4 separate regions of the Mus musculus genome follow, and all the other regions are linked to region 1. A link is a contact called in public promoter capture Hi-C data. All regions are on one chromosome and are shown on one strand. The core of a region is the stretch at or near the end of the contact, and the rest is flanking DNA. Distances in the headings are between cores, read along the strand shown. Region 1 holds the start of Aars2 (alanyl-tRNA synthetase 2, mitochondrial). Region 2 holds the start of Mdfi (MyoD family inhibitor). Region 3 holds the start of Tomm6 (translocase of outer mitochondrial membrane 6). Region 4 holds the start of Usp49 (ubiquitin specific peptidase 49).

Region 1 (5,510 bases), core at 1,646-4,145:
CCAGGGGAGGAGGGGCTGGGGAGATGGCTCGGCTAGTAGAGTGTTTACCTCATAAGCACCAGGACCCAACGTTGACCTCTGCAACCCACGTACAATTGCTGGCACAGTGGCATATGCTTATAATGCCAATACCGGACACACACACACACCTGGAAAACTAACAAAACAATGGAGTTGAGGCAGAAGGGAGCTTACCTGGTGTATGGCGTCGAGCAGTGGAGAGAAGAGGTCGGTGTCGTAGGTGGAACGTTTGCCTTGCAGGACGGCCACCAGCCTTTCCAGGCCCATTCCTGTGTCTACATGTCGCTGCGGCAGCAGCTGCAGGCTTCCATCTGCCTCTCTGGCCAGGAAAAGTGCGAAAGGTGAGGCCAACTGAGTCTGGCAGGTCTGAGGCAGGTGCTCGAGTTCAGCAGAAACCTGATAACCCACGGCGTGAGAGTAGCAGGGACCTGAGGGCAGATGGACCTAGACATGCCCGCTAAGACAGAGTCTTTGTCTTTAGAGAGACCTGCCAAGCAAGATACGCTAGAAGAAAACCATAGGAATCCCCAAGCTTAACTCCACTGTATGACAGGAGGCCAGAGAGCATCAGTAACTAACTAGTCCAGGCTGTCATGGACAAGGACGAAAATTAGATCAGTTTTTCTTTTTAAAAAACATTTAAATTAAGCCAACAACTAATGGTAGCCATGGCCACCATTACCTGTAGTGTTGCATGAAGACCAGATTCCAAAGCTCTACCAGCTGGGGGCTTCCCACGCCCCCAGCCAGGTCATAGTGGATCTCAGTACAAGGCCCACAAGGCCCAGTGTCTCCCATCTCCCAGAAGTTCTCTTGTGGTCCGAAGGAGAGCACACGGCTGGCAGGCACTCTGGGGGAGAGAGCCATATAAGTGGTGGGAGACTGGCATGTTCAGAAGCTGGCAACCTCTCCCTCCCTGCCTCCTGCTATGACAACCTCTCACCCAAGTCCAGCTCAGGAAGAAGGGTCCTAGGGCTGAGTGACATACAGGACGCTGGCACATACCGAACTCATGAGGGTTTGTACTGACTGTCTGCTTTCCACTCTTCCCATTGCCAGTGAGGGACAGAAGAAGGGGCCTGACTTACCCCAAGCTTAGCCAGATGTCTCTGGTCTCCAGGTCTGGGTCCAGTCCTGTCTGGGAGTCACCACTGAAGTAGGAGACCCACAACCTGTCCTCAGGGATCCCGTAGACTTGAGTCAGAAGTTCCCAGGCCATGCTACAAGCTTCCTCCTGTAGGCAAAACCACCACGGGGGGTGGAGAGATGTGACATTGGGGCCACCCAAGATCATGAGGCCAAGACAAAAACCATTCCCACTACCCACCCTAGTTTCAGATCAAGCCATGTCCATTTCTGCCTTGAGTTTTTCCTGTCCCCATTCTTACAAGCCTACCTTCTTTCCAGACCCAGATGAATTCTATCTTCTCCTTAAGCCTCTCAACCCACACACCCTGACCTGGGGACTTCATGTCCAATGACAATCTCAATACAGCTGCCTGGCTATCTGCTCAGCTAACTTTTAAATAGCCATTAAGCAGGAGACAACCCCTTCCTTCAATCAGCGAAGTGAGGCATATTCTTTCCTATTGGATGTCGTGTGTGTATGTGTGTGCCCGTGCCCGTGTATGTGTGGTGTACACACCTGTAACATGTGGACATGTGCTTGTGAAAGTCAAAGGACAACTATGGGTGACTGTACTTAGGAGCTAATTTTTGTTTAAAACAGGGTCTCTCATTAGCTTGGGACTTTGATGTTGGCCAGACTAGCTTGTCTGTGAACTTCTTCAGGGATCTGTTTCCATCTCCCATCTGGCCATTCCAGCATCATAGGCACACACCGTTAGCCCGCACTTTAAATTCGAGTTCTGGGGAATCCACAAGCACTTTACCAACCCAGTCATCTTTCTGTCTCCCCTATAACACACTGTGTTTAGCTCTTGGTCACAACATCCAGCACTCAGGGTTCAAAGACTTTAACTCTAGAGCTCCCTGGAAACTCACCTTAAAATATTCACCCCCGAAAGCCCAGTTGCCAAGCATCTCGAAAAACGTATGATGAGAGAGATCACGCCCCACATCCTCCAGGTCGTTATGGCGTCCTCCAGCCCTGACACACTTCTGGCTATTAACTACACGTCGGAAGCCTGCCATCTCACTTCGTGGATCCACTGTGCCCAGGAAGATGGGCTTGAACTAGAAGCACATAAAAGTCAGGAAGGGTAGAGAAGAGGTAAATGAACTTAAACAAGAGACTCTGCCTAGTAAAAAGTAGTAAAATTTACAGATAAGGGAAGTGGTTGGACAGAATCAAAGCTTCAAGAATATTACCAAGCACCTAGCAGGAGTGCAATAAATGTCTACTCAATGGATGAATTTTATTTATTTAAATAGTCTTCCACTCAGAGCCTGCCCCTCAGGACTTCACAGCTGCTATCCAGAGATAATAAACTTAATTTCTCCCCACAAGTTTCCAAGCTAATTCCCCAAGACCTAACCAGGCCCCCACCCCATTTTACCCAGCCTCTCTTCCACTCAGAGTTCCGCCCCTCACTTTTTTGGTCCAATCCTGAAGCGCTTTTCTCAGGCTGACTCCCGAGCTCCGCCCCCGATCGGTGTGGCCCCGCCCCTACCTGGTTCATGCCTGCATTGACGAAAAGCAGGCTGGGGTCGCCGCGCGGCCTCACGGTAGCGGAGGGCACGAGCCGGTGGCCGTGGCGATCTCGGAAGAAGCTCAGGAAGGCGTCCCGCACGGCCGCTCCGTGGGGTGGACCGGGCTCGGTTGAGAAAGGCTGCCATGGGCACGACCTCCCAATGGCTCGCCGCAGCTTACCGGCTGCGGCAGCCAACGCCACCGCCATCTTAGCTCCGGGCAACGGCTTCGCGGGGTCAAAGAGTGACGTTCGAAAGGACGCCTAGTGTTTCCTACAGCGGCCCCTGGCGGGTGGAAGACTTGGGGGGGGGGCAAGTCTCAGCTTCTAGTGAAAGTGTTTCCCCAAGAAGGGGACTTCTTCCCCTGGCGAGCGGCTCAGCATACCGTAACTTTGCATAGAGTAGGCCCTTAATTCATCCAGGATTGAACAGATAATTATAAAAAGATCATTACATGCTAGGCTGTATTTTGAACGTTAGTAGCAATATTAACACAATGCCTCTGCTTCCAAAATCTGTATTCTGGCAGTAATGGTTGTTGTGCTATTGATTTTGTGGAGTTGCAAAGGAACAGGTGTGGGTGCAATTCGGTGCGTGGACCGTGTGGTTTGTGCTGATCCAGGCTGAAGAGTGCCAAGGGATCGTGAGTATTCAAGAGGTGGTCAAGAACCCTGCGTAAGTGCCAGGCACTGCTCTAAGACCTTGCCAGGTCCTCTTCTGCCCTCGGTTTGCAGAGCCACTTTGTCCTTAGGGACTGAAGCAGGTTCTTTGGAGCAGGAGTCTGGTGGAGACACAGAAGCCAGACTGCATCTGCTCCATTATTAATTGCTTAATGACATTTGGTCTTTTAATTTGCTTGGGGATGAGAGAATCCAGGTCGACAGGTCAGGACAAAGCTGTTGGCTGAGAGCTGTGGCGATGGCTTTCCATGAGCCTCCCAGGGCCCTGAGGCTTTGAATTTTGCTGAGAGAAAAGAGATACCTGTCCTGGCAGGCCCAGTCCCCTTGACTTCCTTTCTATGGTAACAGACCTTGTGGGTGCAGCTAGACAGCTCAAGGACTTCTCATGATGACCTTGCTTGACCTTTAGTCTGGGAAAGTTAGCAGATCTAGGAAGAGAAAGGGATTTGCCAAGTTTAAGACCCAACAGAGCAGTGGTTCTCACCCTGTGGGTTGCAACCACATAGGGTTGCATATCATTCATTTACATTACGATTTGTAACAATAGCAAAATTACAGTTATGAAGTAGCAATGAAATAATTCTATGGTTAGGGGCCATCACAACATGAGGAACTGTTTTAAAGGGTTGAAGCATTAGGAAGGTTGAGAGCCACTGCACTAGAGGTTACAGAACTGAGGTCTTTGTGGTCAGAAGGACAGCCTTGGCCACCCAGGGGGCTCTTTTGGCCACCAGTCTTTGTGTGTTATTTGGGTCTTTTGAACTTTTGAAGCACAGCTTCTTTTCGGGGAATACATAGTCTATTTTGGACTTGAGTTTCTATAGCAATAGTGAATTCTGACAAGCCTGTATATCTATCCCGTGATCCTCTGCCTTCTCTTTTCCATGTAGGTTAAAGGTGTTGTTCTGCCTCTTTTGGTTTCCTCCAGGGTGTTTGGAACAGAAACCTGAAGCCAGATGGGGATTTTTGAGATTGGTGACCTTGAGAAAACACTGAAATTCTTTAACTAACTGCGATGAGCCCGTTTTCCCAGCTAGAGGAGAAGGAGATCCTCTGCCCTTGTGTTATAGTAGCGAATCTGTACTTTAGACTAACTCAAAAGCAGCACATAGTGGCTTTCACACTTACGCCCAGCACTTGGGAAGGAGAGGCAGGTGGCTCTCTGTGAATTTGAAGGCAGCCTGAACTACAGAGTGCAAGACAGCCAGGCCTACTCAGAGACCCTGTCAGGAAGAAGAAGAAGAAGGAGGAGGAGGAGGAGGAGGAGGAGGAGGAGAAGGAGAAGGAGAAGAAGAAGCAAAAGGACTGGGTACAGAAATGGCTGGGTTATATAGGGAAGGGTAGTTGGGGGAAGGGTAGCCCAGCCCCTGGGCTGGAGAAGTTTAGGATAGGGGGCAGGGGGCAGGATATGCTGGCCATATCCTGTAACAGATAGGGACTAAGGGATGCTGGGAGAACTTTGATCCATTAAATAGGCACCTTAGTTAGTTCTCTGTCCTGGATTGGAGAGCTAACAGTTGGGCTTTGCCTAGCATCTGTGAGGCCCTGCGTTCATCCACCAGAACTACATAAGCTGGACGTTGTGACGAGCACCTGTAACCCCAGCACTCCAGATGAAGATGCGGGAGGATGGGAGCAAGTTCAAGGTCATCCTGAGCTAGAGAGAGAGCTTGAGGCCAGCCTGGGAGAACTAGCCTCTTTCAAGAAGCAGCAAAATGTCGTTTTATTGAAATAAGACAAGACTAGAGTGTCAGTGGAGTGGGCAAAGGGCTCCTCATACAACTGTGAAGATTCGAGTTCAAATCCCCAGGCAGGCCTGTTCACCTTTTCAATGTTCCTACAGTGAGGCAGGAGGTGTTTCCAGAAAGAAGGAAGCACGTGGGCCAACCAGGGTGGTGATTGCAGCGAATTGTAGTGATGGCCAGCAAATTACCATGTTTCAGAGGTGGGAGGCGAGGACCAGCACCCTAGGGTGTCCTCACACCCCACACTTGTGCCTGTACATCCATCACATACACAAGAAAAGCACACCCACAGGAAGTGGACAAAGCTTTTAGCATATTCACCGCCATTTCTAAAATCACCCCCCAGCACACTGGGACTACCTTAGAAAACAATCTTGCGTTCTTTGATCCTTATTCCCCAGTCCTTTGGTCC
Region 2 (5,510 bases), core at 1,521-4,020, 2.3 Mb before region 1:
AACCCCAGCTATACCCTTCCTGGAATGCACCTGAAGGACCGCAGAGACACTCGCTCACCGCTCACCGTGTTTACTGCTGTGCTGTTCATAGAGGAAGCAACCACCCTTGATGCTCGTTGACGGATAAATGGATTTCGAAAATCTGGCTCACACATACAATAGGATTCTATGCAGCCCTGGAGGAACGTGGAACCGTGATGTTTGCGGGGGAAATGGCTAAAACTGGAAACTATGTTAAGCAGAACAAGGCAGGCTCAGAAAGACAAACACTGCACATCTTCTCTCAGAGGTGGAGCCTTGGTTTAAGATGACACATATGGGTACAGCCGTGTATGTGTATGTATCTACAGATATGCATATGCATGTGATGAAACTCCAGGAAAGGGGATAGAAAAAGATGTGAAGGGAGCTAGAGAGGAGCAAGGGTCTGGGAATAAATATAAGAAAGAGGCAACCAGCTAAAGGGGGCAAAGGAGATGGCAGTGGGGGAGGGGAACGAGTCGGAAGAATGACACATGATGAAACTCATTATTTTATATAATACTCTAAGAATTAAAAGTACTAGCAATAGTGGGGCTTAGGGATATACACCTCCCAGCCCTTGGGAGGCAAAGCAAGTGTTTGAGGCTAGCCTGATCTACATAGTGTGTTCCAGGCCAGCCATGGCAACATTGTGAGACCCTGTCTCAAAAATAATATAATGATAAGAAACAACTCGATGAAGCAAGGCATAGTGGTGCTCACCTGTAATCCCAGCATCTAGGGTGCTGTGGCCAGAGGGTCAGGAGGCTCAAGCCAGCTTGTTGACACAACGAGATTCTGTGTCACCTTGATCCCTCCTTACCAAAATGCTGCTTTTTTTTTCTTTTTCAAATACTAGGTACCATACCAAAAGGCTCATGGTGGGAAGATAGCTCAGTGGGAAGAGTGCTGGCCCAGCATACAGGAAACCTCATCTCTAGAGCCCCTCAAAGCAGATGTGGGGCCCAGTAATCAGAGCGCTTGGGAAGTAGGAGCAGCAGCTCATCACAGAGGACTTTGTGGCCACACTGGACTGCATGTTGTCCCAACAACAGGAAGTTCCCGCACCACAAGTACCCTTGTGATACTTGGTACAGTATCACAAATGCTGTTGTCTAGTTCTTCTGATTGCTGTGTCCTCAAAGGGGGCACATCTGTGTGACTAGCGTGCATGAGGTGAAGGTGTTTCTGCACACAGATGTAAAGGTAGACTTCTGACGGGGTAGGGGGGGTGGGGCGCTTTGACATCCTCCTGGACGACCTAGAAACAAAGAGGCTCAAGGATTGCGTTAGTCCCAGAGGCCCTGATCTGAAACAGAAAAACTTAAAAAGGCGGGGCGCTGAAGCTAAGGAGAGACTGGGGAGCTGCTTTTGAAGGCAGGTGAGGCCCGGCCTACCGGCTCAGGTAAGCCGGGAAGAATGCAGCAGCCGCCAAACCCTCCCGCGGGCGCGTCGCAGTGACTCAGCCGCTACCAGGAAGGAGGAGTGCTCCCAAACTCTGCGACGCCCCCAGACAGCAGCCTGACCTCCGAGGCTCTAGGGCGCCAAGTCTCCCGCAGCGAGCATCTAGACGTCCAGGGCGGGACTCCCTCCCGTCCCACTTTCCCCCCAGCGCAGCCACCCCTGCCTATCCCCGGAACGTGGCCGAGGGCGGTGAGAGAGCTGCGGGCGCCGTGGGGGCCACGCGGGTCCCGGCCCCGACGGCGCCCAGAAGACCTACAAGAGCTGTAAGTAGTGACTTCGAGGACTGGGAGGCGACCGAGGGGGAGCTCCATCTTTGGCGTCCCAGCTTTCCTCTCGGTTGTAACGCAGGCTGAGAGGAGGTGTCCTGGCGCCGCCGCCTCCCTAATTAGCTCTGGTGGTGTGGACCCAGACGCCGCCGGGCTTGGAGGCAGCTCAGGTCCAGTGTGAGTCCCAGAGGGACTTCTCACCTGAGAATCACCTCCACGGACCTGCCAAGCCCCACCTGGCTGCCTACAAGCTCCTGGGGTCACTCTGAGGGTCTCCGAGCCCCCCCCCCACTTTTTGGTGACAGTTCCTCCGCACAGCCAGAGCTTACCATACCAGCCGGATCAACAGACTGGCCTCTCCTCAATTCCTTCTACACTCACCCTCGTGTGAGAAAGTTGGAGTGACAGCCTGGTGATGGGCAGTCTGTCTAAAATGAATTCCCGTGTCCAACTGGCACTGGCGGGGATGGCGGGCCTTGGGGGTGTTTTTGGCTGCTATGGGACCAGGAGGCTGATGCGACACCAGCCCAGCTTCCCGGAGAGCCAGTTTCTGACGGACTGAGCCCCTAACTCCAGGCACCCAGCTCCGAAATGGAAATCCAGGACTTGAACAAAGGGCACCAAAAGAACTAGATTGCTCTGATCTTCGGGACAACGCGATTTGAGGGCTACTACTATTCAGACCATTGTCCCAGGATGATTGTGACTTCTTTCTTTTGATATTCTGGAAACTTTTACAAAGTTTAAGACCGAAGGAAAACATGCGGCCCCTTGTGCAAGCCGCGAGGTTCTCCCGGCCCTGGGTAGGCGGAGATCTGGGGAGACTGGAGATCCTGGCTCTGAGCGAGGGGAGGAAACCAGACGAGCTGGCTTCCTGTGGGGGCTCAGGCCTCGGACGCCCCGCGGACAGACGTGTCCTGCCCTGGCAGCAGCGAGTCCCGCACGGGGGAGGGGACGCCTGAGGGGGGCTGAGACAGCGAGGAGGGGGCGGGGACGGGGTGGGCCAGGGAAGAGGGGAGGAGCGAGGGGGCTGGAACGAGAGAAGGAAGAAGGAAGGGGCGATCGGTGGGTGCGAGCTGGCGCTGGAATGGGAGCCAAGAGCGAGTGAGCGGGGAGGGGGCGCGGGCGACACCCAGGTGTCGCATGGCGGGGTCCACGAGGTGACCTGCCTAGGCCAGCAGCGCGCAGCTTGCACGAGTATGCGCTAGGGCACCCACTCCGTTTCCCCACGCACACGCGAGGGAGGCCTGCCCCGCCCGCTGAGCGCTGTTTTCTCCAGGTCCCAGGCCGATGTCCCAGGTGAGCGGTCAGTGCCCTTCTCGCTGCGACGCGCCTCATGGAGTCCCCAGCGCTGCCCTGGACCCAGGTAGGAGCGGGAATGGAGATCGAAGGTTAGACCAGAGTGGTGTGGAGGCTGAGAGAAGTTTTGGGGGTGGGGTTGTTGGTCCTCTTGGAGACGTACAGGCGGATGGCTCCCAGGAGCTTGGGTGGGGGTGGGGATGGGAAGTCTCAGTATTGGGGACCAGGTCCAAGGGGATAAGAGGGGAGTAGAGGGCTAGGGTGAGGAGGCAGGGCCCGGAGCAGGCGGCCATGGCTGTGCAGAGTTGGCTCCAACTCCCCCTAGCCCCAGCTACACACACACACACACACACACACACACACACACACACACACTCCGTGATGTCTGCGATGTCTGCCCATAATATTGGGATTTGTGGCCGAACCATTTCTGCCCAGTGTGTAAATATTTATGAGGGCCTTAGGCGGGGTGTGTGGCAGGGAGGGGGGGGCAGTGTCTGAGTCTCTCTTCTTCCCTTCCCCCAAACTAAGCAGAATGTAGCTGGAGCGCTCTTTGAAAACTTTTGTCTCAGCAACTAGTGGTTAGGAACCTGGCCCCTTCTCTCCTTCTTGCTAGCTGAAATTCCCTCCCGTCAGTCCCTACCCTACCCTATATGGGACTCACGCTGGCACACACACACACACACACACACACACACACACACACAATCTACAACGTAGTAAAATGTCCCTTCCCCCACCTCAGAGGCTAAACTACCCTGATTGCCCCAGGAGCCTACAGACTAAGGAAGAGAGTGTGGTTCCCTGGGGGCACCTCTGCCAATTTAGCCTTCCAACCCCCGGCCCTCACAGTCTAGAGTTTCCTAGAGGCTCATATGGACATCCAGATTCGTTCAGAGTCAGAGTGGCCAGGGTGCAGAGGTGTAGGCCCAGGTTTCCTGACTTAAGCCCCTATTTGGGCTCAGTCAGAGGCCCTGCCTTCCTCCCACCAAAACCAACCTCTCCTTTCCCCAACACTGTCAGTAATGAAAACCCAAGGTCATCCTGGACCTCAAACTCCCATCATGGCCTTGGACACGTTCTTTCTCCTGCTCTAGGCCTGGGTCTCCACCCCCACCTCTCGCCCCTACCCTGAGCCTCCGCCACCCAAGTTTGTCTCTCTGTTTGGGGGATGGTCTTGGCTGCTTGTCTACCTGGCCTGGCCTCTCCCAACTGTAGAGGTGGAAAGTCTCCCAAAACTGAGTGATGCCTGGCCAGTGGAGTCTAATGTGTCTGTGTTCTGACTTCACCAGCCCTAAGACCCTGTTCTGGTAGAGCCTGTAGAGTCTTGATTCAAAACTTAGAATTCTAGGGATACCCTCCTCCAAGGGCCAGGCCCCTTTAGCTTGGAAGGACAGTGGGGAGCAGGGGGTTGGGAGGCCTTTGTGTCCTCTCTCTCTCTCTCTCTCTCTCTCTCTCTCTCTCTCTCTCTGCCTCCCTCTCCCCCACCCCCACGTTTCCATGCTTGTTTGCTTCCCTTATTCGTTTGTCTCTGCGCTCTCCCGTAATGTCTCCTTCCAAGATCCCCTCCCTCGTCTGACCTGCTCTCCACCCAGTGGCAAGGGAGGGGAGCGGAGTGTGCCCAGGACAGGCTGCCGAGTCCAGGGGGAGCTGCTGGGAAGGCTTAGTCCTGGGCTGTAATTTGAGGCCCCCAGAGTTCCAGCAAGCCCCCTCCCCAGCCTGAACTGGGCCAGACAATGCAGCTTTTATAACACTTGTCCTGTTCTGTTCTGCCTGCTACCCAGGAAGCCCAAACCGCAGGAGACTCAGCCAAAACCCCACAGACGCCTGCCTGACTTTGGAGACCAGAATCCCCCTTGCTCCCTGTGTGCCCACAGAACAGTTGGCCATGACACTGTCCCCTAGAGCAAAAGCTGCTGGCTCAATAGCCAGAGAGTGACATGGCCTCCTCTCTCAGGCATCCAAGTTACAGACAGGGCACAAGAGGACTCGGGGCAGCTCTGGTTAGGACAGGTGGCCAAGCACTGAGACTCTGACTCCCGCACTGGCCTCTACCTCACCCATTCCTGACACCCCAAGAGCCTGGCTCCCTAACCCGCAAGATTTCTGCCCAGCACTGGAAAGTTACATTTCTACCTATGGGTCTAAACTTAATTTCCTGGAAATTGAAGCCTTTGGACCTAAAACAACTGGATTGAGCCCAAGTGGCAGCTCAGACCCTCTCTAGTCCTCCACTCAGTGGCCTGGGTCTATGATTAGTGAATCCACACTTGTGACATGGACATCAGAAGAATCTACCTTCTCTTGTCTCTTTAGGGTTCAAAGCCAGATGCCACCCCTAGTCCTTGATGTGGTCCCTTTTCTCCTTTCCCTTATCTGGGGTATTCTGAGTACCAACACTCAGTCACAGACGTGCAGAGGTAAATCCTGACCACCAAGAGGGAAGGGGATGGACGGACA
Region 3 (5,510 bases), core at 1,354-3,853, 2.2 Mb before region 1:
CAGACCTGAAAGCGATGCTGAGATCTAGTTTCATGGGAACAGGAGCCAAGCTATCTGGTGACTGTTCAAAGTGCTAAGGGGCCCCTATGTGGTGGCCATTTCCATGGGCCCCAGAATGAACAGAACGAATTGCGTTCTCTTCCCTTTTTTGAGCACATGTGCTGTTCTCTCCCAAGGCTCTACTTCTTTCTGACCTGGTATCTAAGCCTTACAGAGCTTTCTGGTCCTCCTGGTGTTCTACCCTGAGGTCTGGGTGCATGGGAACCTGTTTCAGCAGGAACGCTACTGTCTGGCCCTAGGGGAGGAGGAACTGGCCCAACTTCGACTCTTCTGTGCCCAGCGGAAGCAGAAATCCCTGGGACAGGGGGTGGCCCGTCTACTGCCTCCTAAGCTTGAAGGATACACCTGTAAGAAGGTAGGGAGTCTGCCTCCCTCCTCCATCCCTGAGCCTTCCCCTTCCTCTATCCTTTGCTCTCTTGCTTCTGAAGAAGGGTCTTGGGGGACTTTGGTGGAGAAGTGGTTTCAGGAGCAGTGATTTGGTAAATGTTAAAATGGAAGCCAGGTTTGGGGGGGTTGGTGGCCTTTCTTGGGGAGAGGGGCCTGCAAGCACATATGAGAACAGTCAGATTGGGGGTTGTGGTAGAAGAGCCATGAAAGGAGCTAAGAAGAGAAGCGTCAGATTCTGATCAGCTCAGTGTCGTGCCCCCCCCCCCCCCCCACCTGGCAGTGCAAGAAGCTACTGGATCCAGGGGAGTATGGAGTGTTCGCGGCCAGGGCTGGTGAGCAGAGCTGCTGGCACAGACCCTGCTTTGCTTGCCAGGCCTGTGGCCAGGGCCTCATAAACCTCATCTACTTCTACCACGAGGGGCACCTGTACTGTGGCCGTCATCATGCGGAGCTCTTACGACCTCGATGTCCAGCTTGTGACCAGGTAGAGTACCAAGAGGAGGCACTAGGGGAGTTCCCAGGAACACACAGGGACAAGGAACAGGCTGCAGGCTCATCAGAACTAGGAACCAGCCAGGGCCACCCCATTCCCTTTTGTTCTCTTGAGGTATGGGCCTGTGGGACCTGACCTGTTGCCTTTATTTATCTCTCTCTCTCTCTTCCCCAGTTCGAGCAGAGGTCCTTAAATTAGTTTGGACTCAGAACGTTTCTGGATCCTTGAGCAGGTGTTTATCTCATCACTATGTCAGATGATCAATGCTGTGCTTGCCCAATTCTAGAAGGATCTTAACATCAACATGAAAGGCCGTATTGAATCTTGGGATAGGAGTTAGGGAAGCTCTGGGGTCCAACTTCGGACTGGGCCACCTGCTACGTGGACGTTCCGGCCCAAAGCCAATCACCCTCTCTGAATCCAAAAGTCACAAAGTACTTCAAATCAGAACGCCTGTGGGCATAGCGTTAATGGGTATAAGGCGTGGTTATTGGATGAATGAAAGAATGGGTGAGTGAATGAATGAATGAATGAATGAATCGGTTTCCTTTCCCTCACCCAGCTGATCTTCTCCCAGCGCTGCACTGAAGCAGAGGGACAGCGCTGGCACGAGAACCACTTCTGCTGCCAGGACTGCGCAGGGCCCCTGGATGGGGGACGTTATGCCCTGCCGGGGGGTAGCCCATGCTGCCCCAGCTGCTTCTCAAAACGCTACAGAAGTGCGGGCTCTAGCTCAGTAGGAGTAGCGGAAGGACAAGCGTCTTTTGGTAAAGGAGGGGACGGTGCAGATCTTAAGGGGAGGGAGCGGCGGCTTGGGCTGAGCATAGAAGGGGGTAATTTCCCAGATCAGAACCCTTCGCCCCATGCCTACGCTGTCCTACCCGCTCCAGCAACACCCAGTCCTCCCACCGCAACCCCCAGACGCGAGCATTGGGGCCCGCAGCTCTCACCGCGCGTCCCTGGCCTGCGAGCTCCAAAGGCCTCTTGAACCCACCCGGCGGGGCTGCGGCGCCGGACTCGCTCCCAGGCGGGGGAGGCGGTCGCCCACTGGTGGACGGAGGCGGGGGGGCCCCTGGGGTAGACTGGCGGCAGCGGTGGCGCGCACGGCACAGCCTGGGGCGGGGCGGGAGGCTGCACGCAACCCTGGCCCGCCTCTTGCACAAGGACTTGGGGGCTCTGAGATGGGCATTTCTGATGGGTTTGGAACAGAGGAAGAAGGACCCGATCCAAGCGTCGGCTGGAACCGTGCCTCCTCGGATGACAAGATCACCTCCCGAGCTGCGCTTCTCTCTGCAGTTCCCACTCTCACCCTGGAAACCCTGAATGGGGCATCCAAACGGCAGGATAGAGACGGCCCACAGACACCCGGGAGTCCCATAGAGGACAGCCCCTGCCCCACCTGCTCCTCTTCCTCTGAGTCGGAACCCGAAGGCTTTTTCTTTGGCCAGCGCCTTCCAGAGCCCTGGAAGACCCCCGAAAACCTGCAAGCAGATGACAGAGACATCTCCAGGAAGCACTGCACCATTTGTTAGTGGCGCGGCCTGGAGATCAGGGTGGTGGGATTGGGGTGGGGTGGGGTGGGGGGACTTATGTAGCGAGATAACAAGGCTGTGCTGTGTAAAGACCGGACACAGAAGGCAGCCAGGCACGCGGGATAATCCCATTGGTACTGCACGCTCTCTGACCTGAAAGACACTTTCTTGGGAGCATCCCACTGCCCAGCGCCTACAGGGTGAGCTAACCCCTATCCGCAGAGGCTGGGCTAGCCTCACCGTCATCACCTTGCTTAAACTAACTGGGTTGTAGAGCAGCACTGGGAACCGACCCCCGTCCCTGGGAGGCGGGGCCGCGGGGCTCCGCCTCCGATCAGGCGTCCTGGCTCTACGAACTCCTGGAGGAGGTGGGGGCGGGCCTTCTCGCTCATTTCTTACGCTGATCGGCGGAAGTGCGGAGATCGGAAGTTGCGCAATCGGCTTGCGACGACCCGGTGCGACGCTCGGTTGGTACGTGCTTAGTGCTGGTATGGCTTCCAGCGGAGTGACGGTGAGCGCCGCCGGGTCGGCCAGCGAGGCCTCAGAGGTTCCAGACAACGTGGGAGACTGGCTCCGCGGTGTCTTCCGCTTCGCCACCGATCGAAACGACTTCCGGAGGTAACCAAGCCCGGGCCGTCTCTGGTCCTCATAAACTTAAACTTGTATTTCCTTACCTGGTGAGTCTGGCATGCATCCCCAGAGGTTTTATCGCTTTGAGAACCTTGTGGTCTCGTGGTGGCAAAAGACACCCTGTCACGTGGCTTTCAAGGAATGACGCTCCGGGCTACAGCGATAGTTCAGACGCCAAGCCTGAGGATTTGGGATCCATGGGACCCGCCGATCCATGAGACCCGCAGGGTACAAGAAGAGACCAACCCCTGCGGGTTGTACTGACCTCCACACGTGCGCTGTGTCGCGTGCACGCGCACGCACATACACAAATTAAAGAACGTCATATTTTTAAAGAAATCGCCCTAACCTAGAAGGCAGGGAAGGGGTGCCAACGCATAAGCAAATTTTAGCCCCCGCAGAGTACTAAGTTGGCCTTGGCTTGTGTTAGTAGATGCGAACGTAAAATTCTCATGTGCATATTAGGAGGACATACCCCTGTATCAGGTGTCAGTCAGCACCTCCAGAAGGTGGTGCTGAGAGGAAACTTGCCATAGTATGTCATTAGCTGCATGAGACTCTCGGACTGTAGGGTTAATGAAATGTATTCTTGACCCAGGAACTTGATCCTCAATTTGGGACTCTTTGCTGCGGGAGTCTGGCTGGCCAGGAACTTGAGTGACATTGATTTGATGGCCCCTCAGCCAGGGGTGTAGCCAGGTAAGACTTCACTTTCCCCTGCCTATTTCAGGAATCCTAAAAGATGAAGACAGCAGTATGTTCTGTCAGCTAGTCACAGAAGTAGGGAAGATTCTTGGGGTAAAGCCTTGCCCTTGTGTTTCTAGGTGAGAGCAGTTCTCCTGTGTTTCCCCGTTTCTGATGCTGTTATCTGCTTACAGAGAATGGAACTCCTGTGTATTCAGACTTTCCAAAGACAGCCTACTGTCTGTGACCACAAGATCCTACCTGAGTGGCAGCTGAAGTTGACTCCCTCTCCTTGCCTGAACCCCCCCCCACTGCCCCCCCATCCCCCAGTGTCGGCTGAGATGTTGCCTCTGCACGGTTCTGTGTGCAGTTCCCAACTTTCTGCAGAAGATGGTCCTTGCCCTTGTCCTGAAGAGTAGTAATGGTTCTTGAAAAAGATTTCAAATAAAGCCTGCACATAAAAGACAGGTATTTTATTCTTTTAATAAGAAACTTATTACAAAAACAAGGTGTAAAAAGTCCGCTTACAAAAATCAAATAAACATGACTTGTATTTCACACTCAAGAGACAGGCATGAGCCCCAAACATGATCTGCAGTGGAGATGAAATGGGAATGGGACCACCCACTTCCCAGGGATGCACACGTGCCGCAAAGCTGATTCTTGAGCAGTTCCTACTGCTGAGTCTTCCTGTAGGAAGAAGGTGGTGGTTGTCGTTTTAGTTTGCCAGGTGGGTTCTCCAGGGACCAGGGAGGCATTGTTGGGATAGAGTGAGACCTGGTGGCAGGAGTGGACAGTGATGTGTGGGTGGAGACAAACGTGTCAGGGAGCACAAGGAAGCAGCTTCCTTCACAAACAAAGGTGCTCCCTACCCTGAAATTCACACTGGTGCTGCTGTCTGGTGTTCTTCCAGGCACGCAGAAACCAGCACAGAAAGACTCCTGTACCAGGGAACCAGGTGGCGGTAGAGACGGGGTCTCCATAGTTTCATGTAGTCAATTGACTGGGTATTTTAAAACTTTTTTTATGCACCAGCCGCTTTGGAACTGGTTGTGGGTCACAGCATGCGTCGGAAAGGATTAGTGTGTCTGGGTCATAGCTGCATGACTGTTACAGATGTTACTTAAAAAAGGAAAAAGACAAAGCAGCTTTCCTGGACCTGCTGGCACATAGCTCATCCAGTCAGTTCTCTGAGGCCTACCAGTATAGCTCATTGCAGAAAAGGCTTCAATTTGACCTCCAGAAAATAATTGGGGTTGGGGGAGGCATAATTAAAAGTGTTTGTTTTTTGTTCTTTTGCGGGGGGGGGGGGGGGAGGGGGAGATATCTGGTTCTTGTGCTGGTCTGTAGTCCAGGCTGGCCTCAAACTTAGCTACATAGTTGAAGATGGTCATGAACTGCTTATTTTGCTGTTTCCATGAACCGACTCTTAGGATCACAGGTACAGGTTAGGATTCAAGGCTTTACTATGCCTGATTTTATGTGGTGCTAGCATCAGACTCTGGGCTTTATGCTTGCTAGGCAAGCACCCTACTGAGCCACGTGCCTAGTCATGCATAGGACGGGGGTTGCCATTCTCTTGTGAATCTTTAGCAGGTAGGACCTGAGTGGGGATGGCTAGGAGAAACACCCTATGAGGGAACTCAGGCCTAGAATTTACCCTGGGATTACAGATACTCTGAAGAGGCAGGCTGGAGGCCTGGTGGCACACACTTAATCCCAGA
Region 4 (5,510 bases), core at 1,913-4,412, 2.1 Mb before region 1:
TGAAACCAGTGTCCCATAAACAGAAAAGATCATCCATTTGCAGTTCTAGAAACGTGTGCTAAGGGCCGAGAGTGCTGTCCTTGGTAAGAATATCTGCCCAGCCCACGGGATACTCTGGAGTTCACCACCAGCACAGAGGAGGAGAAAGAAAGCAGGGAAGGAAAGGAAAAGGCAAAGGGAGAGGGGGCCAGTGTGAAGCATCATGCCCAGAGAAAGGGTTAGCACACAATAGCAGTGTAATGGAAACAAAAGGCCCCACTCAAAAGAGCTCCTTCCTGTGACTGAGCTTGTAGTTTGTATTTTCAGACACACAGACAGATCACCTTTAGACAACTGCATCATAAAAATGACCATACCCGGCTCAGTGGTTAAGAGCACTGACTGTTCTTCCAGAGGTCCTGAGTTCAATTCCCAGCAACCACATGGTGGCTCACAGCCATTTGTAATGGAATCTGATGCCCTCTTCTGGTGTGTCTGAAGACAGCTTCAGTGTACTCATATAAATAAAAATAAATAAGTCTTTTAAAAAAAGACAGTACCTTAAACAGAGTATAACATAAATTGTTTAAGGCAATACCTTAAAACAGCCCAAACACAGCTACACAGGCATGTGCACATAACTCACATAAATAGCCATCTCATAGTAGAAATACTCCTCATTTTCAAAGTTAATATTTTCAGACTAATCTCAATTAGCAGCAAAAAATATAATTAAACATTTTTCTATAAGTCGGTAAAATCACTACCTACCTTGAATCTGCCTAGCAGAAGCCAGAAAGTAAACCATGAACTATAAGCTTGCCCTTAGCACAACTAACAATCCAGAGTTCAGATTCTAAGTTACACACACACACGTTTCTGATATTCAACCTTGCTAATGCCAGAAACCTAAGTTTTGCTACATATGCAAATATCCACCAAACAAGAGCAATCTAAAGATCACACAACCCTGGAAAAGGAGGCTAGGCTTTTCTTTTTAGAGATGACGCTAATCCCAGAGGTGAGTATTTGCGGCTCCTATGTTTGTTTGTTTGTTTGTTTGTTTCAGACATAGTCTCGTGTGACCCAGGTTGGCCTCAGACTCACTCATGTGGGCAAGGCTGACCTTTCTACCTTGGGAGTGCTAGGATAACAGGCATGCACCACCATGCAGTGCTTGGGAACCAAACCCAGGCCTTCATGAATGTTAGGCAAGCCCTCTACCACCTGAGCTCCACCCCCAGCCCCTAGACTAGGGGCTGTTGAGGTGGTCTTGCCTGCAGTGCTGAGGACCAACCTTGCACACCCTAGACAAAAGCTCCACCGCCAGCAACACTTGCAACCTCTTCAGGACATCAAGGGGAAACAGTAGCACTGTTTATCTGAATGTAGTTGTAGTTGTTCTCAAGGAAATAACCTTGAGAACAAGACTGGAGAGATGGCTCAGTTGGTAAGAGCCCTTGGCTGCTCTTCTCAGAAGACACACACTACATTCCTAGCACCCCCACACAGCTCACAAACGTCTGTCACTCTAGTTCCTGGGGAATCTGACTCCAGCTTCTGCAGTGCCCCTCTGCAGACACCAGGCATGCCTGTGGTATACAGACATACATGCAGGCAAAGCACCCATACACATAAAATTTAAAAACAATTCAAGAATAGTTTGTACCCCTGTCCCCCCAAAAGAAATTATACTTTACTTTTCACATTATTAAATATGAAGAAAATACTCATTAATTGTCTTAATTAAATATAATCACTTCAGAATGAAAAATCACTAAAGCACACTACCAATAAAGAATAAGTTTAAATTTGTCCCCAAATTCTCATCTTCCCTTTAATTTCCAAAATGGTCTTATAGTGCCAGAGAGATGGCTTATTGGGTAAAAGAGCTTGCTGCCAAGCCTGACTATCTGAGTTCAATCCTCGGTACATAAATGATGCGAAGAAAGAGCCAACTTCCACAAGTTGTCCTCTGACTTCCATAACTGCTCCACATACATACAAATAAATGTAATTATTTTCATTAAAAATGTGCCTTACAAATCAAAGGGTTCTAAAGAATATTAATATGCCCTTCCTATTCACAATCATACAATACAACAGGCAGAGGGACTGCAATCTTATCTTACAGAAGTTTTTTCATAAAAGGTACTCATAAAGCCATTATGCAATCTAAAAGATGAGTTCACAGCTCTAAAACTCTCCTCAGCTCTGCAGTCAACCTTTCTCCATCACTGTCTGAAGATCTGGGGAGAAATTACCCCATGAAAAATGTTCCACACAAAGCTGCAAGCAGCATACGAACTCAACGCCCTTAGAGCAGTGACTTCAGACTCCTGCTCAGTAAACTTCCCTGGTTAGTTATTTCTCTTTCTCTCTCTCTCTCTCTCTCTCTCTCTCTCTCTCTCTCTCTCTCTCTCTCTCCATATTCTTCAGTTGCTGAAAACAATTAGGCAGAAATCTGTCTGATTAATAAAAACCAAATGAACCATGTCTTTCTCTCCCCAACGGTGTACTCTTCAATGAGATGCCCTGGCCCTGGCCAGCGTCGTTAGCTCTAAAACAGCTCCTCCACCCACCCCAACTACCACATCCCACAGGCACATTGTAAATAAACACAATTCATTTACCCTTTAGCACAACATTAGTGAAACCAAGAGGTTTTCAGCACCCAAGGCTGCCAATTTTTCTATCCCACAAGAACAAAATCAAGTAAAAATGGGTCTCATCTTTTCAAAGTGGACATGAAAGTGGATTTTCAGGCGAAAGATGGAAACTGGATCCAAGACTCCTTGAAGAGAGAAAAAGGTTTCTGGAATTTCCTACTATTAGGGACAAAAGGACTCACAAATTCAATACACATTTCTCTTAACAAAGAACTCCTATGCTGCACCCCCATCTGGTCCCCCACTTCTCAGTCTTTTCCCCCTGTTTCTAGGTCCCCTTTCACTCACCATGGTTCCTTATCTTCTGCACCAAAGGCTCTCTACTTCAGATCCTTCACTACAGCGTTTGTGCCCTGCCCCTTCCAGACCTTCTGGGGCACTTCAGGGCAAAACATTCGTTTCCCACTCCTGTGCAGCCCACCCCAGTTCTATACCCACCAGGACTTCCCTAGCTTGCCTTAATCTCCTTTCTCTTTCCCCACTCCCCATTCCATCCTTTAATTCCCAGGGCCCATCTCCTCGGGTTGCCTTTCGGCCAATCTTTTGACTCCACTATCTTTACCTTGCTGAACCTCCTCGACAAGCAATTCTCCAGTTTCCCAGCTCACCATCATTCCTTCCACCCCGCTTCTAGCGTCCTTTCAGCGTTGTTTCTTTTTCTCCCAGAACTGTCCTATTAACGCCCAGCTCTCAGCTCGCTTCCCGTTAGCCCTTCCACTAACGTCCGATTCTTGATTCCACCTGGTTGTGATCCAGGTCTCCTGTCTCCCTCACTTTACAGAATTTACACCCCTCACCAGCTACTGACCCACACCTTGTCGATCCCACCCCAGCGGCTCCCAGCCCTTCAGCTCATCCCCAGCTCTGCACTAGTTCACACCCTTGTCACGTCTGGCTCTTAATCACTCTCCTCCACTCCCAACTACTACCCCGGCTCTGCTCCTTCCTTGTCTTCCACTTGCAACTCTTCTGGCCCTGGCCCAACACCTCCCACCTGCCAAGCCTTGCCTCTTCCAGACCCCTGCTCCTAGCCCTGACCCCGGATCCCTCTTCCCAGCCCCGGGCTTCCTAACCTCATCCCGGGGCCAGCCTGGGTTTCTTTCTCACTCCACTCTCCGGCTTCTAACCCTTTCTCTCCTAATCCTCTTCATCTCCTACTCAGCAAACCCTTCCGTCCCCGCCCCAGCCTGCCTTCCCCTCTCTCCCTTCAAACCTTTCACCTCACAACCCAGACGTCGCCCACCCCGCCAAAACGCAGCGTCCGCGCGCCGGGACTCGCGCCTTCGCTGTCGCCGCCCGCCGTCCCCGCCCCGGGCGCCCGGGGCCCGCCGGCGTCGCGGTCCCGCCCCCTGCCGCCGCTCCTCCCGCCCGCTAGGCGCACGCCGCCTTTGTCGCCCCTCACCGGGTGTGTGAGGGGATTTTTTTTTTTTTCCCTTTCCTTTAAAAGGGGAGGGCCGGCATGCCCGGGCCGCGTGTCCCCGCCTCCGAATATCTGCGCGAACTCCCAGCCACTGCGGCCCCTCACGCCCCCCGGGCCGCCCCCTCGGCCGCTCCGCCGGCCCTCCGCCCCCTTCCCAGCTCCCTCCCCTCTCTATTTACCGCCATCATCAGCACGCGCGAGCTGTCACCCGGGCGCAAGACGAGCAGGCGGACCACGCCCCTTATCGCCCATTGGCCCGCCTGTCAGAGCCCCGCCCCCAGGTCCCGCAATGCGCCAACGGCGCACCTTCCCGGCCGCGACCTGGGGCCCCGCGCCCTTTACGCAGGTTTGTGCCGTGGGCACCAAGTTTCGGGTCAGCGGCTGTGGCGGGCCGGTGTGAGAGGCTAAGACGCGGCGCGGCGCGGCGCGAGTCACCGGCAAAGTTTGGTTGAGGTACGGAAGAAGGTTTCTAGACAAAGAGGCTCTTAAAGGTACAGAGTCTACTGTCTGGCCCTCCTCCTTAAAGGGCCAGGCACTTTTCCGAGCGCCCCACCCCCACCCCTACGATCTGTAAAGGTAAAGGAATTTTGCATACCCTGCGGCTTACCTTCTGCACGTCTCGCTGCTCCAAAGAGGCCTTTCCCACTTCCGGGTATTTTTTTTTTTTTTTTGCGTTTTCTTTACGGTGTAGCAGCAGCCAGAGAACACACACATACACACAGTTACTCTTGGCGCCCTGACACACACACACACACACGTACGTGTGGACTTTTACCACGGATGACTCAGGCGGCATTCAGCTGTCTTATGAAATCCTCTTCGACGGGACGGAAAAAGGTTCATCGCTCCCCAAATGGGGACTGGGAAATAAATCAGACCTAGATGGCAGTAGCCCCAGGGACTTCCGAGAGGGATAAGGTCCATTTTGAAACAGAAAGACTCCCTTTGCAAGGTAGGCAAGCTTCCTGGGTACACTGGCCTGCCAGACCTTGCGGGGAAGGGTCCCTCCAAATAAGATATGTTACAACACCCAAGACAGCCTTAGGCGGCTGAAAACACTTTTGTTTTAAGAAAAACAATAAGAAATAAACGTGTATTATATGTTACAGTGGTTCAAGGATTTATGTCTGTAAATATGAAGGAAGCAAAAATTTGATTGTGGCACAGGAGGAGAACTCAAGTCCTGGGAGAGGACTGAGGCCCTGGGTTTAGTTCCTATGGTGGAGGGAACCCTGCAGTATAATTCAAGAAGTCTCCGGACTACAGATCCCTAATTAGAGCCACAACTTGGTGCCTCTCGTTGTTGTCCCATTTAACAGTTTTCTTTGGGAATTCTAAGTTGTGACTCCTTACAAAAGTGAATAAAAACCTTAAAAGGTGCCTTTCTCCTCTTGCCCAGCTCCCAGCTGCTTTCTTGGAGCAGGCAGTATCTTAGTGTTCTT

The links. Promoter capture Hi-C pulls out the DNA fragments that hold promoters and counts their contacts.
Region 2: a promoter capture Hi-C map of liver shows a contact between it and region 1, with 4 times the contacts expected there. The contact joins the promoter of Mdfi here to the promoter of Aars2 in region 1. A contact is called at or near these places in 2 of 39 promoter capture datasets (both in liver).
Region 3: a promoter capture Hi-C map of liver shows a contact between it and region 1, with 5 times the contacts expected there. The contact joins the promoter of Tomm6 here to the promoter of Aars2 in region 1. A contact is called at or near these places in 6 of 39 promoter capture datasets (the C10 cell line, the SN4741 cell line, hematopoietic stem and progenitor cells and 2 more), 1 of 484 Hi-C or Micro-C datasets (B cells), 3 of 115 datasets of contacts at active chromatin or transcription factors (astrocytes, large pre-B cells and thymic regulatory T cells) and 3 of 9 other capture datasets (adipose tissue, liver and pancreatic islet).
Region 4: a contact with region 1 is called in a promoter capture Hi-C map of liver, with 4 times the contacts expected there. The contact joins the promoter of Usp49 here to the promoter of Aars2 in region 1. A contact is called at or near these places in 5 of 39 promoter capture datasets (the HPC-7 cell line, hippocampal neurons, liver and 1 more).

Annotation. Positions count from the first base shown.
Region 1 is chr17:45,504,226-45,509,735 of GRCm38.p6, reverse strand. It overlaps Aars2 (alanyl-tRNA synthetase 2, mitochondrial), which reads right to left and starts at 2,895. Exons shown (of 22, transcript NM_198608.2): 1 at 2,655-2,895; 2 at 2,026-2,217; 3 at 1,110-1,255; 4 at 704-871; 5 at 196-340. The coding sequence starts at 2,882.
Region 2 is chr17:47,830,551-47,836,060 of GRCm38.p6, reverse strand. Mdfi (MyoD family inhibitor) reads left to right here and starts at 2,770. Exons shown (of 4, transcript NM_001276390.1): 1 at 2,770-3,117. The coding sequence starts at 3,042.
Region 3 is chr17:47,685,479-47,690,988 of GRCm38.p6, reverse strand. It overlaps Tomm6 (translocase of outer mitochondrial membrane 6), which reads left to right and starts at 2,603. Exons shown (of 3, transcript NM_025365.3): 1 at 2,603-3,090; 2 at 3,701-3,801; 3 at 3,981-4,344. The coding sequence starts at 2,963. The coding sequence ends at 3,797. It overlaps Prickle4 (prickle planar cell polarity protein 4), which reads left to right. Exons shown (of 7, transcript NM_001290337.1): 4 at 278-415; 5 at 728-931; 6 at 1,503-1,707; 7 at 2,150-2,515. The coding sequence ends at 2,472. Tomm6os (translocase of outer mitochondrial membrane 6, opposite strand) reads right to left here and starts at 3,379. Exons shown (of 3, transcript NR_045945.1): 1 at 2,872-3,379; 2 at 2,340-2,421; 3 at 1-2,259. It overlaps Gm20517 (predicted gene 20517), which reads right to left. Exons shown (of 9, transcript NR_157366.1): 9 at 4,250-5,510. It also overlaps Usp49 and a transcript of Frs3 not described here.
Region 4 is chr17:47,628,342-47,633,851 of GRCm38.p6, reverse strand. It overlaps Usp49 (ubiquitin specific peptidase 49), which reads right to left and starts at 3,162. Exons shown (of 7, transcript NM_198421.2): 1 at 2,937-3,162. All of the region lies in intron 3 of Gm20517 (predicted gene 20517), which reads right to left.